Regions from separate parts of the Mus musculus genome. Here region 2 is linked to region 1. A link is a contact called in public promoter capture Hi-C data. All regions are on one chromosome and are shown on one strand. Each heading gives the region's core, a stretch centred on a gene start, on an enhancer-like site or on the middle of the called end of the contact. The rest is flanking DNA. Distances are from core to core; before and after follow the strand shown. Region 1 overlaps Sspn (sarcospan). Region 2 overlaps Itpr2 (inositol 1,4,5-triphosphate receptor 2).

Evidence for each region. Promoter capture Hi-C pulls out the DNA fragments that hold promoters and counts their contacts.
Region 2: a contact with region 1 is called in a promoter capture Hi-C map of cranial neural crest. The contact joins two enhancer-like sites. A contact is called at or near these places in 1 of 39 promoter capture datasets (cranial neural crest), 1 of 484 Hi-C or Micro-C datasets (bone marrow-derived macrophages), 2 of 115 datasets of contacts at active chromatin or transcription factors (embryonic stem cells and pancreatic cancer cells) and 1 of 9 other capture datasets (embryonic stem cells).

Annotation. Positions count from the first base shown.
Region 1 is chr6:145,954,925-145,959,468 of GRCm38.p6, forward strand. It overlaps Sspn (sarcospan), which reads left to right. Exons shown (of 3, transcript NM_010656.3): 2 at 671-757. Among named protein-coding and RNA genes, the nearest start is that of Gm32838, 12 kb to the right of the region's middle. Within about 2 kb of position 2,692, at least 22 of the 459 cell types and tissues checked have an H3K27ac peak or open chromatin away from gene starts, as enhancers often do.
Region 2 is chr6:146,319,520-146,324,063 of GRCm38.p6, forward strand. It overlaps Itpr2 (inositol 1,4,5-triphosphate receptor 2), which reads right to left. Exons shown (of 57, transcript NM_019923.4): 32 at 3,592-3,717. Among named protein-coding and RNA genes, the nearest start is that of Gm35596, 100 kb to the left of the region's middle. Within about 2 kb of position 2,627, at least 27 of the 459 cell types and tissues checked have an H3K27ac peak or open chromatin away from gene starts, as enhancers often do.

The DNA of each region.
Region 1 (4,544 bases), core at 1,442-3,941:
CTTGGAGGAGCTCCAGTGGCTGCTGCTGGTGCCTCTTGCTGTTATTAGGCTGTTTCAAGCCTTCTTTTTAAAGCAAACCTTCTATATTTTCCTATTAGACTTAATTCCTTTAACCTTTCAAAATCCTCTGAATGGCATGTAGCCAATGATGCCCTGACTTAGAGTAGTGTGTGAATTTATTCTGGCCTCTATTGCACATATACTAATCAAATAGATTAAATTTTATGTATCATTGTATATGCTCGAACTATCTTTTATACTCCCTGGAATACAGAGGAACTTAATAAATACCGGTGAGAACAATGGCTTTACTATTTTAAAGGCATGTCCCATTGGGCTAGAGGTCTACTGCTCATACACAGGATCTGAGTGCAGGTCCCAGCATCTGACCCATGATGGATGGTTTGGTTTACAACTGCCTACAATTCCAGCTCCGGGAGATCTGACGCCATCTTCAGGCCTCTGAGGACACTACACTCATGTACACATACCCACAGATGGGCACACAAACAATGCATCTTTGAAGTTGTGTCTCACAGGTTGAGAGAAACACAAATCATGAGCAGAATGAAGGGCTTAGCAACAAAGGTGGCACTGTGGGGGACACTGAGCTGTGTGTGGCTGGCGTCCTGGTGCCCAGTCATGTTTGTGTCCTGTGTTCCCTCTGCAGGTCTGCGTGGTGGCTTACCTTGGACTGTTCATGCTTTGTGTCTCATACCAAGTTGACGAGAGGACATGTGTCCAGTTTTCTATGAAGGTAAGTTGTTTCTCCTGTTTTCATAGAAAAGAATCTGATTGCAAACAAGAGAGGTGCTACTTAGTTAATGACTCCAGAAACTCCATTTTCAGACAGAAAAAACATGTTCTAGGAGGGCATTGGTACAGTCATAGAGGTAATGCTAGGCCTTTTAATTAATTTCCAGGAGTTGTGTTGGCCTACAGCACATGAAGTAGGACCTTTAATGCCCCCATAACAAATATTGAGCAGTTCAACAAAAGACTTGGCCAGAGAACTGTGTCTCTCTGGGTGCCCATTTCTAAATCTTGGGGTATTTGGAATATCTCAACAATAAAACAGTCTGAGTGTCTGTCCCCTTGTAGGTGGGAAAGCCAAGGCAGAAAGGGTTCACTGGGTGTGTCCAGTGGGCACTGCTTATGAGGGAAATGGCTAGGCTATGCGTGGCTTGGCTGTTGCATGCCTTCCATTGCTATGAACTTCTGTCTGTCGGGAGCAGTGCATTTGGTTGCAATACTTTCAGGCACATAGCATCACACTACACAAAAGGAGAGCCTTGGAGTGTCTCCCTTCAGAGTGGGGGAGAAGCTTAGTCACCCCCTCAGAGGTAGGAAGAGTCTTAGACACTCCCTCAGAGGTCGAGAGAGATTAAGACACCCACTCAGAGGTAGGGAGACACTTATACAGCCATTCAGGGGTAGAGAGAGACTTAGATACTGCTCGGAGTGGGAAGCATAAGATGGACTGAGCGGTCCTGCCTGGGTGGTTTGCTTGGCACCAGAGTCCAGCATGAGAGTGTTCTGTATGTTCCTCTTCTCCATCTGTAGTTGACTTTCTTCTTGGCATAGTCTTTGCTTCCTAAAACCAGGAGACATAAAGCCCAAGAATAAATCAATAATGCCATTTTAAAATCACAAAGATAAAAAATGGGGTGTTCTTAAATTATGGAGATATAGCTCAGCTGGCAGAGTGGTTGCCTAGCATGGATAAAACCCTAGAGTTGACCCCAGCACCAAATAAATAAGGCATGGTTGTACATGGCTGTGAGCTCACCACGCAGGAAGTAGAAAGCAGGAGGGTCAGAAATTCAAAAGTTCAAGGCCAGCCTCAACAGCATACTGAGTTGGAGGCCAGCAAGATCACATCATGGGATCCTGTCAGGAGGAGGAGGAAGAAGAGGAAGAGGAGGAAGAGGAAGAGGAAGAGGGGAAGGAGGAGGAAGAGGAGGAAGAGGAGAAGGAAGAGGAAGGAGGAAGAAGAAGGAGGATTAGGAGGAGGTTATATACTCAAAGATAGTGGTATAAAAAGCAACGTGCTCACACTTCTTAACAGATAATTGTGAGCCACCATGAGGGTATAGGGAACTGAACTTGGGTCCTCTGGAAGAACAGCAAGTGCTCTCTCTCTCAATGCCTGAACCACCTCTCCAGCCCTGAAATTCACCTTTTAGATATGAAGTCTTTGGTCTTTTTCTTTTTTTTTTTTTTTTTTTTTTTTAGAAGAAACAGTAAGTGAACAGACACCAGCTCAGACTTCTTTTTGGTGAGGTTGAGCAAATAACAAGGCATGGTGATGAGAAAAGAGAAAGAAAAAATAAAAAGAAAGCTAAAAACCTTGTAGGAACTAGCATGCCAAATCTCAGGAGATTGATCCAGAAAGTAAAACCATTCCTACCTGGATTTTTCTCCAGTCATGGAAAGCTCTCAGGCCTCTCCCCTTGCTTTACTTTCAGTGAGACCCCAGCAGGCCTCTCAACAGCTGTACCTTAAAAATAAATAAAATAAAATAAAATAAAATAAAAAAGAGATGGGGAAAGAAAAGAAAGAAGCAAGGCAACTGTCAGCGCCAGCCAGGCTTCAGAACCCCACAGAGAAGACCTCATTAGTTCTATCCTTCCTTCACCCATGACAGACACTGACAAAGAGGGAACTCTTTATCTGCTCCTGAAGGTGACCTTCAGCCAGGCAGCTGCCAGCAATCCCAGACGTTCTCTGTGGTATCTGGGCTCCAACAGGGCAGAGTGGATGTCCCCTGAGCTTTCCACTGTGTTTCAGGGTGGATGAAAGGGGCCTTTAGGTGGGACTCAGCTCTGCATGGCTGCATTTTAGCCCTCTACCCCTGCGCACCTTGGCCTAAGCTTTTTATGAGAATTTATTGGGTACCTGGATAGACAGGGCAAGCCAGCGTGTTGTGGTGATGGACTGTTCTGTTCGCTCTGTCTCTATCTCTGTCTGTCTGTCTATCTGTTTCCCCCGCCCCCCCCACACACACATACCCTGCTCTCAGACTCCAGAGACCACCAGGACTTTCCTGTTTCTCCCAGGACTCGGCCTCTGGGCCTGGTGGGTCACTGGGTGTGGACCCTCCTGTCTGCCCTTCTAGGTGTTTCCCCCTTTTCTGAGGGTTCTTGTGCATTTGTTGAGCCCTTGAAGATCATGTGACTGCAGACACCTTGCTGGCATTTCCTTGGGCTGCTCTGTGGCAGGCATTTCCCCAGCAGCAGCCAGGCCTTACCATTCTGGCTAAGGGGGAGATCATTAAATCGAAACAGACCCCCCCCCTCCTCCCAGAGCCACCAACTGGGAAAGCCACAGCGGGTTCCAATTACAGCAGGGCAGGAGAAAGCCTGGGGGTTACATAAGCACAGAGCTGGCCTCCAGGGATGTTCTGCAGGGACACCCACACAGGCTGCTGTCAAGGTCCCAAGGTGACTCCACACGCCTGCCTTCGTTGATTGTTTATTCTTGTCATGTGGGCAAAACAACACTCTTGGTTTTAAATTATGGGTTTTACCGCAGGAGCCTGTTGCTGTCAGACTTAAGATCTAGAAAGGAAGGTGCCACCAGGTGCCACCAGCAGGCCTGAGTGTCTGTGACCTGACAGGCAAGCTTGCCTGACGCTGAGAGTCACTAAGTGTGAGATGTCACTTTGCTAGGGGATGTGTGTTCTTTTCTTCTGTCCTTGAGCTGCCGGGTTCTATACAGTTAAGGAGCGAGATCACAATTAAGCAACCTCAGTGTTTGTCTTAATGTTTACACCCTTCTGCAAGCCAAGTCTGTGTTGTTCCTCCCACATGACAGAGAACAAACAGGCAACATCCTGCGGGAAGAATCCTGGACATGGCGGTATTCCTCACAAACAGCCAGCAAGGGCTCCTGTGCCCTTCGGAGATGGCAGGTCTCTATCCTTGTAATGACAATGTAAAGTCAGAGTTACAGGTATCATCCCAAATTTACAAGTAAAGAAATATGTGCACTGGATGTGCTCCCCCCCCCACCCCGGGAGCACTGGGGAGTTCTCCCCCCTCCCCGGGAGCACTAGAGAGTGCTCCCCCTCCCCCGGGAGCACTGGGGAGTGCTCCCCCTCCCCCAGGAGCACTAGGGAGTGCCTTCCCCCTGGAGCACTGGGGAGTCGAGTCTTAATTTAGGTGGCCTGGATCGCTGGCTCATGTTCTCATGGTTGTGTACTTGTTACATGGCCTTTGGCAAATCAAGGTTTGAGTCGAAATGTTATCATTTAATTGTTTTTAAATTATACTTTATTATTCATTTATTTATTGTGTGTCTGTATGCTATGGTATGTGTGTATAGAGCTCAGGGGGCATCCTGCAGGGAGTTGGCTCTTTCCTTCTACCATGTGGGTATTGAACTCAGGTCATCAGAGTTGGTGGCGGGAGTCTTTACCCACTGAGCCATCTTGCTAGCACTATTTTCTTTAAGATAGACAAACTTCTTTTTGTCAGTAAGTGAACTTGGCCAATGGTAAGCATTATGGATAACTGCAGTTTAAGGACACACGTGTGTATCTG
Region 2 (4,544 bases), core at 1,377-3,876, 360 kb after region 1:
GGTCTCTGCATCCATGTGTGTTCTGGGGAACAAATTCAGATTATCAGGCTTGGCAGCAAGTACCTTTACCCAATGAGCCATCTCACTGGGTCTTTGTGCCTTATAAGGGGTAAAAGCCATGAAGAGGAAAATGGAAGCTACAAACCACAGGAGACTCCATGGGGGATTTTTGAGAATCCCAAGAGCTGGCAGACAGCAATGACCACAGAGGGAGGGAGCAGACACTATCAGCTGCTAGTGTTGAGACTTCATTTGTCTTTTAGAGAAACTGTTCTCCAAATTTCTACAAAAATACAACTGTGTAGGCTCAGGCCAAACAGAGGGAGTACAAAAGATGTGGAAACAGCAAACCAGACATGGCTCCAAAGTGGACCCGTATGAGACCCAAGTAAAATGTTGGGAGACTCAAGGGCTACATTGGAGATGCTGCTGTGGGTGGGAGTGGGAGCTTTCTTTCCCATTCTGTAACAAGCAGGAGAGACAGGGAGCAAACTGTCTCTGGACTCCAGGAGCAAAAATTATGAGTCCATCCTGAAGTTCCCTGAGGTTCATGATTTTATAATTTCAAAGTGGGCCTGGCAAAGAGGACATATGACTCCTGCTATACACTATGTCTTTGCTTCACTGAACTTGCCCCCACATAGCTGCTCAAGTTAAACAAGGCAGAGACTATAATGAAGAAAAGCATTGAGTTGAAGTAGGAATCTTTAAATAAGTTGTGCAGAAATAAAACCAAAGGATGTCAAACATAGTTAGGACATTGTTATGAGAAATATCCAAGTAGATGCTAACACTAAGAACTGAATATGAGGTTGCTCTGACCACTCTTCTCCTATACCCCTGCAGTGTTGGGTGCCTTCAACCCAACTTAGAGAAAAACTCATCTCTAGCTTTTTCTCATTCCTCTCTGACATCAATCAGTTCTCCAAGGCTTTACAAGTTTGCTGTTAGCTCCTGAGTCTGACTCCTTCCCTTCGCAGCAGTTTAAATCAACTCATGTGTGCATGCAGACTTCACAGTATCTGAATTCATGCAGGTCTGGCTTTGTGCATACCTGGTATGGTAGTTTGAATGAATGTGGCCTCCATAGGATCAGAGGGAGTAGCACTAATTGGAGGAGGTATGGCCTTACTGGAGGAAGTATGTCACTTAGTGATAAGCTTTGAGGTCTCAAATGCTCAAGCCAGGCCCAATGTCTCTCTCTTCCTGCTGCCTGCTGATCTGGATGTAGAACTCTCAGCTGCCTCTCCAGCACCATGTCTGCCTGTACATTGCCATGCTTCCTGCTCTGCTTAATCCCCTGAACTGAACTACAAGCTAGTTTCAATGAAATGTTTTCCTTTATAAGAGTTGCTGTGATCATGTTCCTCTTTATAGCAGTAGAAACCATAACTAAGATATCTGTTTCCATGCATGTTCACAGTCCAGCTTAATTCGTGGCCAGCTTCACACACAGCTGGCTTCCTTCACATTCCAGTACCCAGAAGGTCTGCATCACACATACCTGGTTTCATGCATGCCTGACTTCATGCATGCCTTTATACATGCATATCTGGCTTCACGCATGCCTGGCTTCATGCATGTCTTGGTGCATGCATATCTGGTTTCATGCATGCCTGACTTCATGCATGTCTTGATACATGCATGTGTGGTTTCATGCATGCCTGGCTTCATGAATGTCTTGACACATGCATATCTGGTTTCATGCATGCCTGGCTTCATGCATGCCTGCCTTCATGCATGTCTTGATACATGCATATCTGGTTTCATGCATGCCTGACTTCATGCATGTCTTGATACATGCATGCCTGACTTCATGCATGTCTTGATACATGCATACCTGGCTTCATGCATGCCTTGATATATGCATGCCTGGCTTCACACATATCTTGTAACTGTCATGCCTGGTTTCATACATGCCTGGTTTCATTTTGTGCAGCTTCATGCCTGCCCAACTTAATGTTCATCTGGCTTCATAAGCAGAGCATGTCTCTTGCCTGTGTAGAGTCTCTTTTCCCACTCTCAATGTCCTATTGTCACTTAGATCTCGGCAAAGCTCCTAAAACTTCCCAAAAGGCTTCTTGTGGTCCTGTGGTAATCCTGGTGATGACATAATGTCACCAAGCCCTATGCGAAGAGCAGCATGTACTAAGAGTACATGTGTATTACCTCACCAGCTCCATCCTGGGAAAACGTACTTATTGTAAGGAAACTCGGGGGGCAGAATGGTTACAGTGCTTTTCCCAATATAAGCAAGCCAGTGAGAGAAAGACAGAGTCTGTGCCTGAGTCCTGGTCTGAGTAACTCCATTGAAAGTTCTGCCCTTAGCTGCCATACCTATTACAGTGGCTCTCTGGGGCAGCCCCAGGACTAACAGTTGTCATCTAAGACTTGTTTCGAATATCTTATCTCCTAAGTGCTGAGTCAAACTCTGGAAAGCAGGGCCTAGCAAGCTTCGTGGAGAGCTGTCCTGGAAGGCCACCTTGGTTGTTTTGTAACCAGCATGTGAAAGTTTTCAGTGGCTCCTCCACCTTTCTGGAGGAAGGAGGGGTCTGCTCCTGGGCTTCCTCCTCATAAGAGAGGCATATTTCATGTTCATCTGGAGAAGGGCCCTGCTTTGCAGGACAAAGAACCCAAGAAAAAACAAAGGCGTCTGCAGTCAGCCCAGCCTCAGTATGAGAGTCAGAGCAGACAGCCAGGGATTCCAGGAATTCTCCAGCAGCCTTTACATAATACATAACACTTTATATAATAAATTCTCCAGCAGCCTTTACGTAATACATAGCACTGTATATAATAAATTCTCCAGCAGCCTTTACGTAATACATAGCACTGTATATAATAAATTCTCCAGCAGCCTTTACGTAATACATAGCACTTTATATAATAAATTCTCCAGCAGCCTTTACGTAATACATAACACTTTATATAATAAATAACACGAATCACCCACTTAGGCAAACTCAGTAAAACCAAGCAGGAGTGGCTTCCGAATTCAGAAGTGAAAGGAGCGTTTCCAGGGCTAGCTGGGTCAGGCAGTTATCTCCAGCTTTCTTTGGTTTTAAAAACATAAAATCCATTTTGGCTTTATAACCTGTGCTGCTGGGGATGTGACCTTGGTCTTTCTCAAGCTTATCTCCAGTTAGAGGCGCCAGGCAACCCCGCAGCTGCAGATCTGTAATTGCTTTAACATCTCCCTGCACATGCAACAACTTTAAGCTCAGTCACCAGCCCAGAAATTATCCTTTGCTTCAAGGACTCCGGACGGAGTAGGCTGCAGCTGGTCAGAGCCAAGGTTCCCACAGGTCACTGGCCACAAACATAAATAGTATGTACTAAATGTGGGAGAAGTGGGATCGTTTCCCTAGCAGTGATTCACCTAAGAAAGGGCATGGTGACTTCTAGCTGGTCGCACAAAAATGATGTAAAACGGGAACACTCTAACTATGCATTTACTGGAACCCAGTGAAGATGTAAGGAAACAGTCCGGATGATCAAACATCAGAGGCATCTAGATATTTACTGCTCAGTCACAGTCCGTGCCAATCAATCCTAGTGACCTTACCCGCACATCAAGAGGCATTAACTTACCCTCGCCATATCCACCAAGAAATTCTCAAATAACTTCCAAATGTGGTTACTTGTGTAGATCTCCTTCATCTCCACTTCAGTGTCAACGTAGCAATGGTTGACAAAGTTCACGTACGCGATTTTGACCTGTGCAAGTTTCAAACACAAAAACAAGTTCAACCTCTCACCGGTTGCCTTCTGTTCTACACCACTAAATACCATCTGTGTATACCAGCTCCTGTCATGGATGACAGTTTGTTTTGTATATGTAGGGTTCCGTGTTTCTTCTCTTTGACAGCTATTCCACCCTGGCCCGGGCGAGCCTGTGTTCTAGCATTCCATTCCCCTACTCTCAGAGATTCCTGTGAAAAGTAAGAGCTTTACTCATCCTTGAGACACTAGGAAGACCTCAAAAGGAAGGGCTATATATATAAACAAATCATGTCAATCATCCCAGAGGGACTCCTGGACCGAGTCAGAGCCGTAAGGAACAGGGGTCAGCTCTCCTGCTATAGGGCTTCCTGCTATGCCACGTAGGTCTAGAAAAACGTCCTCAATGGTACCCACGTCAAGTCTGGTCACAGAAGAGCTGAGACATGCACAGAGCATCTCGACACCAGTTAGTCCTTTCTCCGAGCTCACCATGCACGAAACCCTTCAGCCTTTCCTGTGCCTCACCTTATTAAACGTAATCCTTTAATAGCCCTAGGAGGCAGGAGATAATAACTTGACTTTAAAAGTGTGGGAATTGACAGCTGGAAATGTTAAGTGACTGCTGCACCCAGTGACACAACTAGGAAACAGTGCGTAAGGATCCCGACTCGTTGCAGAATTCACTGGACACAAGCTTGCTCTGCCTCAGATACTCCTGTGGTGACTGGAAGTACCCTCCCACCTGGTCCTCTTTGGGAAAGGCATGAGAGCTAAGACAAGACACACAGCTTGCTTTCCACGAGAGATGTGGATGGCCATAT